Regions from separate parts of the Mus musculus genome. Here regions 1 and 2 are each linked to region 3. Evidence: chromatin contacts called from public Hi-C and HiChIP or PLAC-seq data. All regions are on one chromosome and are shown on one strand. Each heading gives the region's core, a stretch centred on a gene start, on an enhancer-like site or on the middle of the called end of the contact. The rest is flanking DNA. Distances are from core to core; before and after follow the strand shown.

Region 1 (3,451 bases), core at 233-2,732, 49 kb before region 3:
AATGGCAGCAAGAGAGAGAGAGAGAGAGAGAGGGAGAGAGAGAGAGAGAGACAGAGAGAGACAGAGAGAGACAGAGACAGAGAGAGACAGAGAGAGACAGAGACAGAGACAGAGACAGAGAGAGACAGAGAGAGACAGAGAGAGACAGAGACAGAGAGAGAGAGACAGAAACAGAGAGAGACAGAGACAGAGAGAGAGACAGAGAGAGAGACAGAGACAGAGAGTGTGTGTGTGTGTGAGAGAGAGACAGAGAGAGAGAAGGCATAACATAGGTCTATGGATCTCTCATTGTATAGTGATTAGCCTACATCCATAAGCAATTAGATACCAAATAGATGCACCTGACAGTGAATTGCTATCAGAAATTATTCTAATTATGCATCTCTTGGAATTTCTTAGATTTATCTTTTGAATTTTGTGGAAAGTGGGTGGAACTGGGGTGGATCAGTACTTACTTTAAATTTTCTTCAGCAATACAATTTCTAATGTTTGCCTACCCAATTCCTTAGAGGGTATGATTTTAAACGTAGTTCCAAAAATGAGAATCATAGTTATAAAACCAGTGAATCCCCATGCTCACAGCTGAGCGAATGTGAGTGAGGTCACCTTGGACTTGGCACTGGGACAGTACAGGCCTACTTGTCATCCTACACCAGGAAGAACAGTTGGGGCAGAGACTTGTTCCCCTGCCTAGGCACTCCCAGGCCCTTGAAATTCTACATATGACAAAGGCACATTTGCTTTCTGCCAGGCCCTCCTGCCCTCCCTCCTGCCCTGCCCCCTTTCCTTTCCCATCCTTTCCTCTCTCTCCCTTGTTCTTTTGTTCTTTTTTATCTTTCTTTTCCTTCTCTCTCCCCTCTCTTTCTTTCATGTGTGTGGTTTTATGTATATGTGTGGTGTGTGTTACATGTGCACACGTGTGCAGAAACCAGAGAGGAGGAATAAGATTTCTTCTTCTATTGCTTTCTGAGGCAGACTCTCTTCCTGAGACTGAAATGGGCTAGTTGGGCTACACTGGCTTGTCTCTGCCCCACAAGGTTGGAGTTACAGGCTTACTCAGCCATGCCTGGCCTTTACATGGGGAGTTGGGGATTTGAACTTGAGTCCTCCTGTTTTCACCACAAGCACCCGAGCCATTCTCTGGCCCCGGGCTTTTCTTTTAGACAGTTATATGATTGTGAGTTCCTTTTTTGTTGTTAATTTTCTTTTTTTTTTTTTTTAAAATGTTCAAGTAGAAAAATAAGAGATTTGTAGCCTTGTGCTCTTCCTTGTTGCCCTTAAAAGACATTATCAGAAAGTGTCACCCTTGGCTGTATTTGAAAAGAATTGAGTTAGGGACAGAAATATAGGCTGGAGTCCTGGTCTGACCCAGGGCCTCATTTTGTGACTCTCAGCCGCTGGGAAAAAAAACGTCAGACTGTGGTGTGTCTGCTCAAAATTAAGAACTCTGTGATAGGAATCGCAATGACGCGGTGACCGGTGACCGTGGGCAACCTGGAAGAAAAACAGAAGGGGGAAGTGAGTTTAAAGGGTTTGCCCCAGGCCACATAGCCTAGCCTTAAAAACAATCCCTGTCTCACTGGCTGTGGCCCCAGCAGGGAGGAAGTTAAGTGTGCCAGCTCCGAGCAAGTGTTCTTGCAAGCTGCCTAGCAGACTTCCAGAAGGAGCCTTTCCCCTTGTGCGTGGTGAATCTAGCTTCTTCCTGGTTCTGTCTAGGAACGATGGCTTTAACATGAAGATCTGTGGGGGCCTCAGACAAGCCTGCCCAGGAGCTGGATGTTGATGGAAACCCTGCACAGCACGCCTCCTTGTGTGTGTATTCCTGTGGCTGTAACCATCAAAGCCAGAAGAAAGAACACTTTGGTAGACAGAGGATCCTGTTTGGACTTCCGGGAATAATTGGGGGGGATGGGAGGTGTGGTGGTGGTGGAAGTGGGGGTGGTGTGGGAGGGATGGGGGTGGAGGAGGGGGTAGCCGCGATGTGTGTGTGTGTGTGGGGGGGACTTGGAAGAGGGAACTGAGGGAGAACAGGGCAGGGCACAGGATAGGTAGGACACCACAGGAGGGCATGTTAAGGAAATGAAGAGGCTGGGAGAAAAGTGGGGCTCTCTGTCCCATTTAACCTTTATTTTAGAAAGATTTTCCTATGGCGTTGTCAGTCCCCACCTCCGTGGCTTCTGCCCTGCTTCCTGGTGTTCCGACTCTTCCCTTTGGTGTGTTTGAGTGTTTGCTGTATTCCCCTCCTGTCAGACCTCCTCAGCCCTGCCCCGCGGGCTCCCGCAGTTTCTAGAACACGCTTTAGTCCACTCCATAGGACTTGAGTCAAAAGTTTTAATGCTTGGCCAGAGCTTTTCTTCCACTCTCTCTCAAAAGCAGCCTTTTCCCTCTGGTTTTTATCATCCTTTTCGCTAACTGCTCATTTCTTTCTCCCCATTCCCACTTACACAGAGTCAGTCTGTGTGTCTTATTGAGATATAAATCTACTGTACAACTCACCCATTTCAAGTGTACAATTCAATGGGTTTTATCATCTTCCCTAGGTTGTGCAATGGTCACACCATGTTTAAACATTTTTACATCCTCCCCAAATATCCTGCACCAATTAGCAGCTGTCTCCATCCCTTTTCAACTCCAGGCAACAGTCAATGTATTTTCTCTGGGTGTACCAGGGCTTTGAATAAACGGAGTCAGATGACATGTAGTCTTTGCCACTGGCTTCTTTTATTTTGCCTAACATTTTTACTGGTCCTTGATGTGGTAGCAACTTTTGATGACAACAATATTAAAATCATACTGAGCAGTACAGTGGTAGCATAGGCCTTTAATCCCAATACTCAGGAGGCAGGAGTAGGCAGATCTTTGTGAGTTCAAGGCCAGCCTGGTTTACAGAGTAAGTTCTTGGACAGTTAGGGCTACACAGAGAAACCCTGTTTTGAAAAACAAACAAACAAACAAATAAACAAACAAATCATATAGAAAATCTCTAGACACTTCTTGGAAGAGACAAACATTCGGGGAAGTCCAGCCTAAATAATTTTTCCTTGAAAATCTCAGTGCTCCCCAAACCCTCCCTCTTTCATGGAAAGAGCAGGCTAGCCTTGCTTGGACACTTTCTATGGAAAGAGCAGGCTAGCCTTGCTTGGACACTTTCTATGGAAAGAGCAGGCTAGCCTTGCTTGGACACTTTCTATGGAAAGAGCAGGCTAGCCCTGCTTGGACACTTTCTTTTTTTTTTATTATTAGGTATTTTCCTCGTTTACATTTTCAATGCTAACCCAAAAGTCCCCCGTACCCACCCCCCCAATCCCCTACCCACCCACTCCCCCCTTTTGGCCCTGGGTTCCCCTGTACTGGGGCATATAAAGTTTTCAAGTCCAATGGGCCTCTCTTTGCAGTGATGGCCGACTAGGCCATCTTTTGATACATATGCAGCTAGAGTCAAGAACTCTGG
Region 2 (3,969 bases), core at 1,237-3,736, 37 kb after region 3:
GTGCTGGGATTAAAGGCGTGCGCCACCACGCCCGACTGTAACATTCTTTCATGATCTCTACTTCCGTTCCTGCGTTGAGTTCCTGCCTTGAGTTCCTGCATTGGCTTTTCCCAATGGTGGACCTCTTAAGCCAAATAAGCCCTTTCCTGTCCCAAGCTGGATTTGGCTGGTGTTATCTATCATAGCAACAGAAAGCAAAGTAGGACACAGGCTAAATATGTTTATCTTTGCAAACATCAGTTCTTTTGATGAAAACTTTTGTTGATGCAGAAAACCCATGGCTTTCACCTTACGGGGGATAAGAGATAGTTTATTCTGAAGCCGTTTTGAATAATCATGGGGGAACAAGAATTAACCCACATTCCATGTCCCAGTGTGGAAGCAGTGTTATATGTCATGGCGTTTTATAGTTTTTCAGAACAAAGAAATTGATAACTCAAGGCAAGTTTAAAATATTTGGTAGGTATATCAAAGAGGTGGGGGAAGTGTTTCTGAAAGTCTCAGATGCTATCTGATGGCATTCTTAGCTTTTATAAGCCAATTCCTGGTAGAGGGCTGGGAGAGTTTGCCTTTGAGATGTTCTGCTCTGCTATGTGATAGCCTTCTTTGATCTGGAATGTGAGTGCTGTTGTTCCAATTGCAGCAGCCGTGATGTGAACTGTGAGGATGGAAGCAGTGCAGTTGGGGATAGAGAAACCCGGGCTTCTGGGCGCCAGCGGCCCCACAGCACGTGCATCAACCCTACATCTATCATCATAGAATTCTAAGTGATTTGGTATCTAATGTGGTAAAGACTAAGACAAGAAGTAAAGGTGTCACTTAAATATATAAAGCCTTTTAATGATACAGCTTTCTTTTGTGATGATATTGACATTTTTAATAAGGAGAAACACAAATATGATCATTGCAATGTGGTGGTGGGAAAATGGATGATCTGTGGTCTTGTTTTGTCATCGTGTGGCTTCATGGAAATCTGTGAATGTCTGTTTTCCAAGATCTCACATTGCTCTTAGTGTACAGAGCTTATACACCTCTTAATCTACTTTGTTTCCGAAAATAGCTTTTTTTTTTTGTTTTTGCAGTACCTTTTAGGCAACACTAGCAGTCCCTAATGCTCACTTGACTGTTTGCTTTTTGCACACACACTCATATGTATATAAAGTGAATAAATATTTCTTTGTCGTCTCAGAAAGTTAGGTTCTTGTGTAAATCTGAGTCATTTTGGGGAATTTCATGGTTCACTGCTGAGTGCTGCAGTTATGCGAGTGATTACAACAGGAAAGACCTCATAGGAGCCCAATCTCTAGACAGACAGGGCACCTGGATTTGTGTGCGTCAGGTTCTGAACAGTAAGGGTGACGCTGGGGACTGACTCCAAGAGTGTTGTGAGCGCTGAGTGGGACGTAATACTGGAAGACTGGCTGGGTCAGGCTGATACCCTGCAAGGATGACCTCTGGCCTGTCCTTAGTGTTTTGTTGAGCTCGTTACTGTTGCTTCACCGTTGTGTATGTTATGCCGGTCTCTTAGGTGGCTGATGGGTCTCCTGGTCAGCGGTTAGATACATTTCTGTGACAGCCTCTGTGGTGATTTGAGTAAGAATGGCCCTGTAGACTCATATCTGAATGGTTATGGAGTGCCATTAGGTGTGGCTTTGTTGGAGGATGTGTGTCACTGGGGGGTGTACTTTGGGGTTTCAAATGCCCAAGGCAGGCACAGTATCTGTCTTCTTCCTGCTGCCTGCTGATCGGGATGTAGAACTCCAGCTACCTCTCCAGTGCTGCTCCATAGCATAGCATACCTCCATGCTTCCCACCGCGATGAACCTGTAGGGCAGCTCAGTTAAATGCTGTCCTTTCTTAAGAGTTGCTATGGTCACAGTGTCTGTTCACAGCAGTAGAAACCCTAACTACCTAAGATAGTGCCCGTTTACTTGTATTTTGAAAACTCAAGGCAAAGCGATTTGTTTTTAAATTTAGAAATAGAACATTTGAAGTCAGAATTGTGTGTATTTTTAGGCAAAGTTAATTGATAAAAAGTTTTATCAAGGCTGTATTCAGGAGATATATTTAGTTCAGATCATATGAGCTTTTCTTTTTCTCAGAAAAATATTATCTCAGAGTCCTGAGCCTTTTATTGGCTCATTGGCTCATGTGCCATTGCGTAGACCATGGTAGAGAGCCATGGCTTAGAACTCTTTGCTTTTTCAAGGGCTACCTTTGAATTGATTACATGCTTCAATTGAGTGTGAGGGATGACCTGAAAGACTTCCTCTCGCTAGACGAACAGCATGATTCACTGGGCAGTCATGCGAGTTCCCCATGTGGCAGCCACTAGCCGCATGTGGTTATTTGAATAATTAAAATTAACTAAGACAAACGTGTGTCAGTCTCTCAGTTACATTGCACTCCACACGTGTCAGTAACTACAGTGGAGTCCGCTGACAGTGCAGAGTCGCTGGTTTCACTGCCTGTCTGGGTTTGCCTTTCAGACTTAGTGCTTACAAGGCCATGTGCCCTTGGGCAGGCTACTCAGGTTCTGGGTACTCTCTAGTTTCTTCACGGTGAAAAGGGGACAGATGTTCTTATAAGATTATTAACTCTAGAGAAAGTGAGTCAATATTTGTTAAGTGCTTAGAGCAGCACCTGGCATGCAGTAAAAAAAATGTTAAATAGGCAAATGTATCGACATTCAGATGAAAGAAAAGCTAAGTGTGGTTTTTATTTTCACATTTGTCATAGTTTAGAATACTATTTCTGTCCATGCTTTAAGCATTTCCTGTGTGCATCCCAACTTCTGGACAGAGAGCATGCCTTTGTTAGCCTGCGCCTTGCTGTTGCTGGCTTTCTACCATCCACATGTAGTCTGTTATGGGTTTTAGCTCATCGCTGCCTCTGCTTGAAGATATTTAATGCTCATGGAGCCCTCCTCTCCTCTTTAGACAGTGTGTAAACCCCCTCAGAATGTGCATTTTACTTATGCACATAGAAGTGTTCAGTGTGTGCTTGTTGAATAGAAGAACCATTCGGGTTTGAAAGGTAACCAGTATTTCTATTGATATCAAAAGTTACATATGTTCAAGTACTTTCTGAAGTGACAGGAACCCAAACCCATTCCACCATCTCTGATGGCATCTCCAAATGTGCTCTAAGCGGATCTCTGCTTCTGTCCGTGTGTCTCAGTGGAGAGGGCCCAGCCAGATCATTTCTGATTACTACCATTCACCTCCCGACAATACCATGACCCTCACCACCTTCTGGATGGCGCTTTCATACAGGATTCTGGTCCTGGCATCTCACTTCTTTAAATTATCTTCTGTGTTTTTGCTGATTGTTGTCAAACATTTACCTGTGAATGGAACACAGACACAGTCAATATCAGAAATGTGTGCCACTTAATGTAGCAAGTGAGGTTTGGTTGTTGGTTATTGAATCCACGTGGGAAAGAAGCCCATAAAACAGATTTGTAGACTGATGTTTGCCTATGGTGTATGACATGGCATGTCAACTTATTAGTATAGCACTGTGTATGTAACAGTGTTGATAGCTGCCTTGAGCTCACGTATATGAACAGGCACAGTGTGTGTACTCCCTTACATTCTGTTGCGGGAGAGTAGATTACGGCAAGATTGCAAGCACACACCGGATGTGTGGTTTGCACATGAAGACCCTTGAGCCTTAGAGACACTGAGGCACTGACTGTATCTCTGCTCTCGGGTTTTGTAAGGGCAGGCGGAGTAGAAAATAGTTGCGCACTGAGGAGCAGAGATTAGCTCCATTCGGAATGATTTTGAGTAGCTTTTTGAACACATGTCCAATAACTACCTTATAGCATGTATGTTTATAGTATCTTTTTTAAAGTACTGCTTTTTATTAAGCCGCGACTGAGTTTTGGCAAGAGTAAATTTGAAGAGAAGGCAGTGATCCATGCCTGAGCTTGCCTGGTGTTTACTTCTCTTCAGTTTACGATCA
Region 3 (3,802 bases), core at 241-2,740:
TGAATTCTCTTGAGCCTCTGTGGGGTTCCCAAGGTATCCGGAGAGACGGTAACTCAAACGTTATACTTTAATTCAGTAAGTGTCTTTTGGAGGACTTCTGCAATCTTCAAAGCACAATGTAAGTACATGCGTATGTGCATGTGTTGTCATCAAAGACTTGGAAGCTGTAGGCATTGTCACAAATGGAGAGCTCTTTGGTGACTTGCTAATTTTGGAATTCTATTCCTTATATTTGAGTGTTGAAAAAATTCCCATGACCATCCAACTTTTGACCTGATTTTCACCAAACCAACTGTGCCATTTGTACATACCAGAATAAACAAATCAATAAACAAAACAAAACCCAAAGTAGTGTTTCCAAACCTGGTTTAAATGGAGACCTGAATGAAGGGATGCGCGCGCGCCTGTCTGTCTGTCTGTCCAAAAGGCCCTGGGTTTCACTGGTTAATCAGCATTTGAGAGTCAGAAGTGGCCTCAGAGGCCATCTAAGACCCAAGGAGTCACAGGTGTTAAAGTCTGCAAGCCCAGGAAGGGCCAGGACTCTGCCTCTCCTCAATTCCTCAAGGAACACAGTTTGCAGTGAGTGTCAGGTTTCACCAGCCTGGGAAAGAGTAAACGCAGTGCACAGTTGCCAGCTATAGTAATTCTAGTTCCTGGAAACAAGGACAGAAGCCTTTTAGCTACTCGCACACCCAAACCTTTGCTGCTTCTAGTGAATAAATCATTTAACCGTCAGCAAATTACAGTGTTGGGAAGTTTACATCATCCCCTTTTTACATCAGTTCTTAATGGAAGACCGTGGGGATTAAAACTCTTGACACAGAAAAAGCTGACCTAAAGAAAGATGGGCCAGGGAATGAACACTGTTTAGGCAGCAAAAGGCTTGCACACAGTAGCCTACTTAAAGTTGTGCTGATCTGAACTCTTGGCATAAATGCCTGGAAATTGACTGTGTGACCTTGTGTCAGTAACAGAGCCACTCTGTTGACAGATTCACTGTGCACACACTACCAAGCATTTGTTTGCGCGGGGAACAACTCCACGAAGCAGGTACAGTTTCCCTCTCACTTCACGGGTGAGGATACCGAGTCCAAGAAAAACCCAAGTGCAGTAGGCAACGTCTGAAGGCTGGCGAGCGGACGGGCCTCATCCGCGAAAGGCGCCGTGCTCTGCCGGCTGCCCTCAGGTGTCAGACACAGCACTGGTCCCAGCCCGTGAGTAGCTCTGGAGCGATCGCTGGGCGCCGCCGGGTCGGCGGACCCCCTCTTCATGCAGAGGGGCTCGGGCCGTCGGCCTCCGCCCGCAGCCCATCGAGCGCGCGCCCGGCGGGAGCGCGGGAACAGCGCACGTGCCGCCGGGAAGGCAGGGGCTGTCCGCCCGCGCCAAGATGGCGGCGGCCGCGGCCGCAACGGCGACTGTTGGCGGCCGGTGAGGCGGGCGGGGCCGGCGGCGCGGAGGCGGGGTCCCGGGAGAGCCGCCCTGGGGAAGGCGGGGGCCGTTTCCATAGCGGCGGCGGCTGGAGGTGTCGCGCCGGGGAACTTCCTGGTTCCCGGGCTCGGCTTTGCCGGGAGCCTCCTGGAAGGGAAACAATGGGGCGGAGGGCACTGCGGTAGCCGCCGCCGCCGCCGCGCCGGACCTCTCGGCCTCCCGCGACTGGCCGCCGCCGCCGCCGCCGGGACCGCTTGGAGGTAACTTCCTTTTCTCTTCAGCCGCTGCTACAGGGGCTGGCGGGGTCTAAAGGCGAGGGGGCCAGGTCGGAACTGGCTCCGGGCAGCCGGTCGCCGCCATTCCCGGCCCCGGGCAGAGGGCACGCTGCGGCGGCGCGGCCTGGCCCGAGCCGGCTCCCGTGGACCCCGCGCGCCGTGTTGCTCGCGCGTGGGGGTGGTGGTCTGCGGTGTGATTGACAGGCGGGCGGGCGCGCGCGCGGGAGCGGCCGGGCGGGGGGCCGAGAGGGCTCGGCGCTGCGTGCAGACCCCCGGGGAGGCGGAACGCTCCGGCCGCCTTCCTCCCCCACCCCGCGTGCAAGTTTCGGTCCCCGGGGAGACGTGTCTCCCTTGCAAGTTTCAGTTGCGTCCTGCGGGAGCGCGAGTGGGCAGGACCCAGGCAAACTTCGTTCGCTGAGACGATTGCCTGGGATGCCGCAAGAACTTTGGAGCAGCCCCGGGGAGGATGGGCGGGCGGGAGGGAGCTGGAAATCCGTGCGCCCCGGCAAAGTTTTGCTGGCTAGTTTGGGGCTCCGGGAGCGCGGCGTTTCTATAGGGGATGAGCACGGTGGCTCGCAGGTGTTTTAATGCAGAGAATGAGAGAAGTCTTACTCCATGGTGGGACGTTCATATATGTTGAGCATCGAGATCTCTGGGCTCTTCTTTAGGCACACTCCGTATAATCGACAGATACTTTTTTTTTTTTTAAAGATTTATTTATTTTATCTATATGCGTACACTGTAGCTGTACGGATGGTTGTGAGCCACCAATGTGGTTGTTGGAATTTGAACTCAGGACCTCCGGAAGAGCAGTCAGTGCTCTTAACCGCCCAGCCATTTCTCCAGCTATCCACAGATATTTTGAATTTTATTTTTAAAATTAGCGTACAAGGTGTTAGCTAACATCACGGCATTTTCGAATAAAGCTGCGTTAGTAGATTCTTCTGTTCACTCATTCCTCCTACCCCAGATGCTTTTTAAGGAGACTAATATGCGTTGTGCCTTATGGAAAGGCTCGGTGAATTGGGGCAGTACTGCGACACGAATGGAAAAAGTTGTAGGGACAGTGTTCAAAGTATTCTTGCTGGAACAGTTTAGTCGTGGATCCTTCCTTCCTTCTTTCCTTCCTTCCTTCCTTCCTTCCTTCCTTCCTTCCTTCCTTCCCTTCTTCCATTCCTATGTAATTAGATCTATGAGACAAGTTGTTTCATAGCTCAGAAAAGTTTCGCGGTACGGTTGATTGAGATGACTCGTGACCAATTCCCTCCCATACTGAATCTCTGGAAGTTTTCTCGGTGGTGGTGGGAACTAGGGCAGAGTTTTAAATTATTTCCCCTTTCTTTAACTCACCTTAATAATCAGTAAACTGGCATTTAAACAATGACTCACTGCTTTTCTCACCAAGACCCCACAATTAACAAAATATTTCCTAGTTTGTCATAATTTTATAGGTGAAATTGTAAGCATGCTGTCTCGTTCACTCCTTAGTTTGTACTCTCTCCAGGCCATTATGCTGTAAATCAAAATGGAAAAGGAAATTATACTAATAACAGTATTAATTAACTTGTGCGGGGGGGGGGGGTCGGGACGACGACGACACAGAGCCCTAATTGCAAGGACAGGTGCCCTCAGTTGAAGAATCAGGGCACTCCCACAAAGGTATTGAAGAAACATCCTTTGTCTGACTTTAGAGTGTGGTCCTGAGCCCTAGTGCTGTTCGCCACTTTTTAAATCAGACTACTGCTCTAGGTTGGGCTTGGTTCTGGTGAGTATAATCCATCAGTACCCTTTTGCCTTAAATATATATATTTTAAAAGATTTTTTTATTTTATGTGTATGAATGTTGCCTGCATTTTTGCGTATGCACCACACATGTGCTTGTTGCTCTCAAGAGGTCAGAAGAGGATGTCAGATCTCCAGGAACTAGAGTTCTGAATGGTTGTGGGCCATCATGTATTAGCAGCAAGTGTGCCTAACCACTGAGCCATCTCTCCAGCCCTCCATTACTCCCTCTCAGGGTGTTTTGTGGTGCAGGTAACCCTTAGCAAGGACAACTGGTCTGGTTAAACAAGTACCTGAGGAGAAGTGGCAGACGTGGT

The links. Hi-C and Micro-C count contacts between places; a contact is called where the count stands out from the background. HiChIP or PLAC-seq counts read pairs in DNA pulled down with a chosen protein or histone mark.
Region 1: a contact with region 3 is called in a Hi-C map of pre-megakaryocyte-erythroid progenitors, with 2.6 times the contacts expected there. The contact joins the enhancer-like site here to the promoter of Usp6nl in region 3. A contact is called at or near these places in 12 of 39 promoter capture datasets (3T3-L1-derived adipocytes, the C10 cell line, the HPC-7 cell line and 8 more), 1 of 15 datasets of contacts at CTCF or cohesin (the G1E-ER4 cell line), 33 of 484 Hi-C or Micro-C datasets (B cells, the G1E-ER4 cell line, the HL-1 cell line and 20 more), 5 of 115 datasets of contacts at active chromatin or transcription factors (embryonic stem cells, microglia, pancreatic cancer cells and 1 more) and 2 of 9 other capture datasets (adipose tissue and liver).
Region 2: a contact with region 3 is called in a FOXA1 HiChIP or PLAC-seq map of pancreatic cancer cells. The contact joins the enhancer-like site here to the promoter of Usp6nl in region 3. A contact is called at or near these places in 3 of 39 promoter capture datasets (the C10 cell line and liver), 1 of 15 datasets of contacts at CTCF or cohesin (the G1E-ER4 cell line), 21 of 484 Hi-C or Micro-C datasets (B cells, the C2C12 cell line, CD4 T cells and 16 more), 12 of 115 datasets of contacts at active chromatin or transcription factors (CD8 T cells, the SCID.adh cell line, bone marrow-derived macrophages and 6 more) and 3 of 9 other capture datasets (adipose tissue, liver and pancreatic islet).

Annotation. Positions count from the first base shown.
Region 1 is chr2:6,272,044-6,275,494 of GRCm38.p6, forward strand. The region is part of intron 3 of A230108P19Rik (RIKEN cDNA A230108P19 gene); the gene reads left to right. Among named protein-coding and RNA genes, the nearest start is that of Gm13383, 11 kb to the left of the region's middle. Within about 2 kb of position 1,483, at least 86 of the 459 cell types and tissues checked have an H3K27ac peak or open chromatin away from gene starts, as enhancers often do. A contact at or near this core is called in B cells, the G1E-ER4 cell line, the HPC-7 cell line and 16 more, where this site is marked.
Region 2 is chr2:6,357,450-6,361,418 of GRCm38.p6, forward strand. The region is part of intron 2 of Usp6nl (USP6 N-terminal like); the gene reads left to right. Among named protein-coding and RNA genes, the nearest start is that of Usp6nl, 37 kb to the left of the region's middle. Within about 2 kb of position 2,487, at least 47 of the 459 cell types and tissues checked have an H3K27ac peak or open chromatin away from gene starts, as enhancers often do. A contact at or near this core is called in B cells, the C2C12 cell line, the G1E-ER4 cell line and 6 more, where this site is marked.
Region 3 is chr2:6,321,267-6,325,068 of GRCm38.p6, forward strand. It overlaps Usp6nl (USP6 N-terminal like), which reads left to right and starts at 1,491. Exons shown (of 15, transcript NM_001080548.1): 1 at 1,491-1,688. A230108P19Rik (RIKEN cDNA A230108P19 gene) reads left to right here. Exons shown (of 7, transcript NR_040333.1): 7 at 1-345.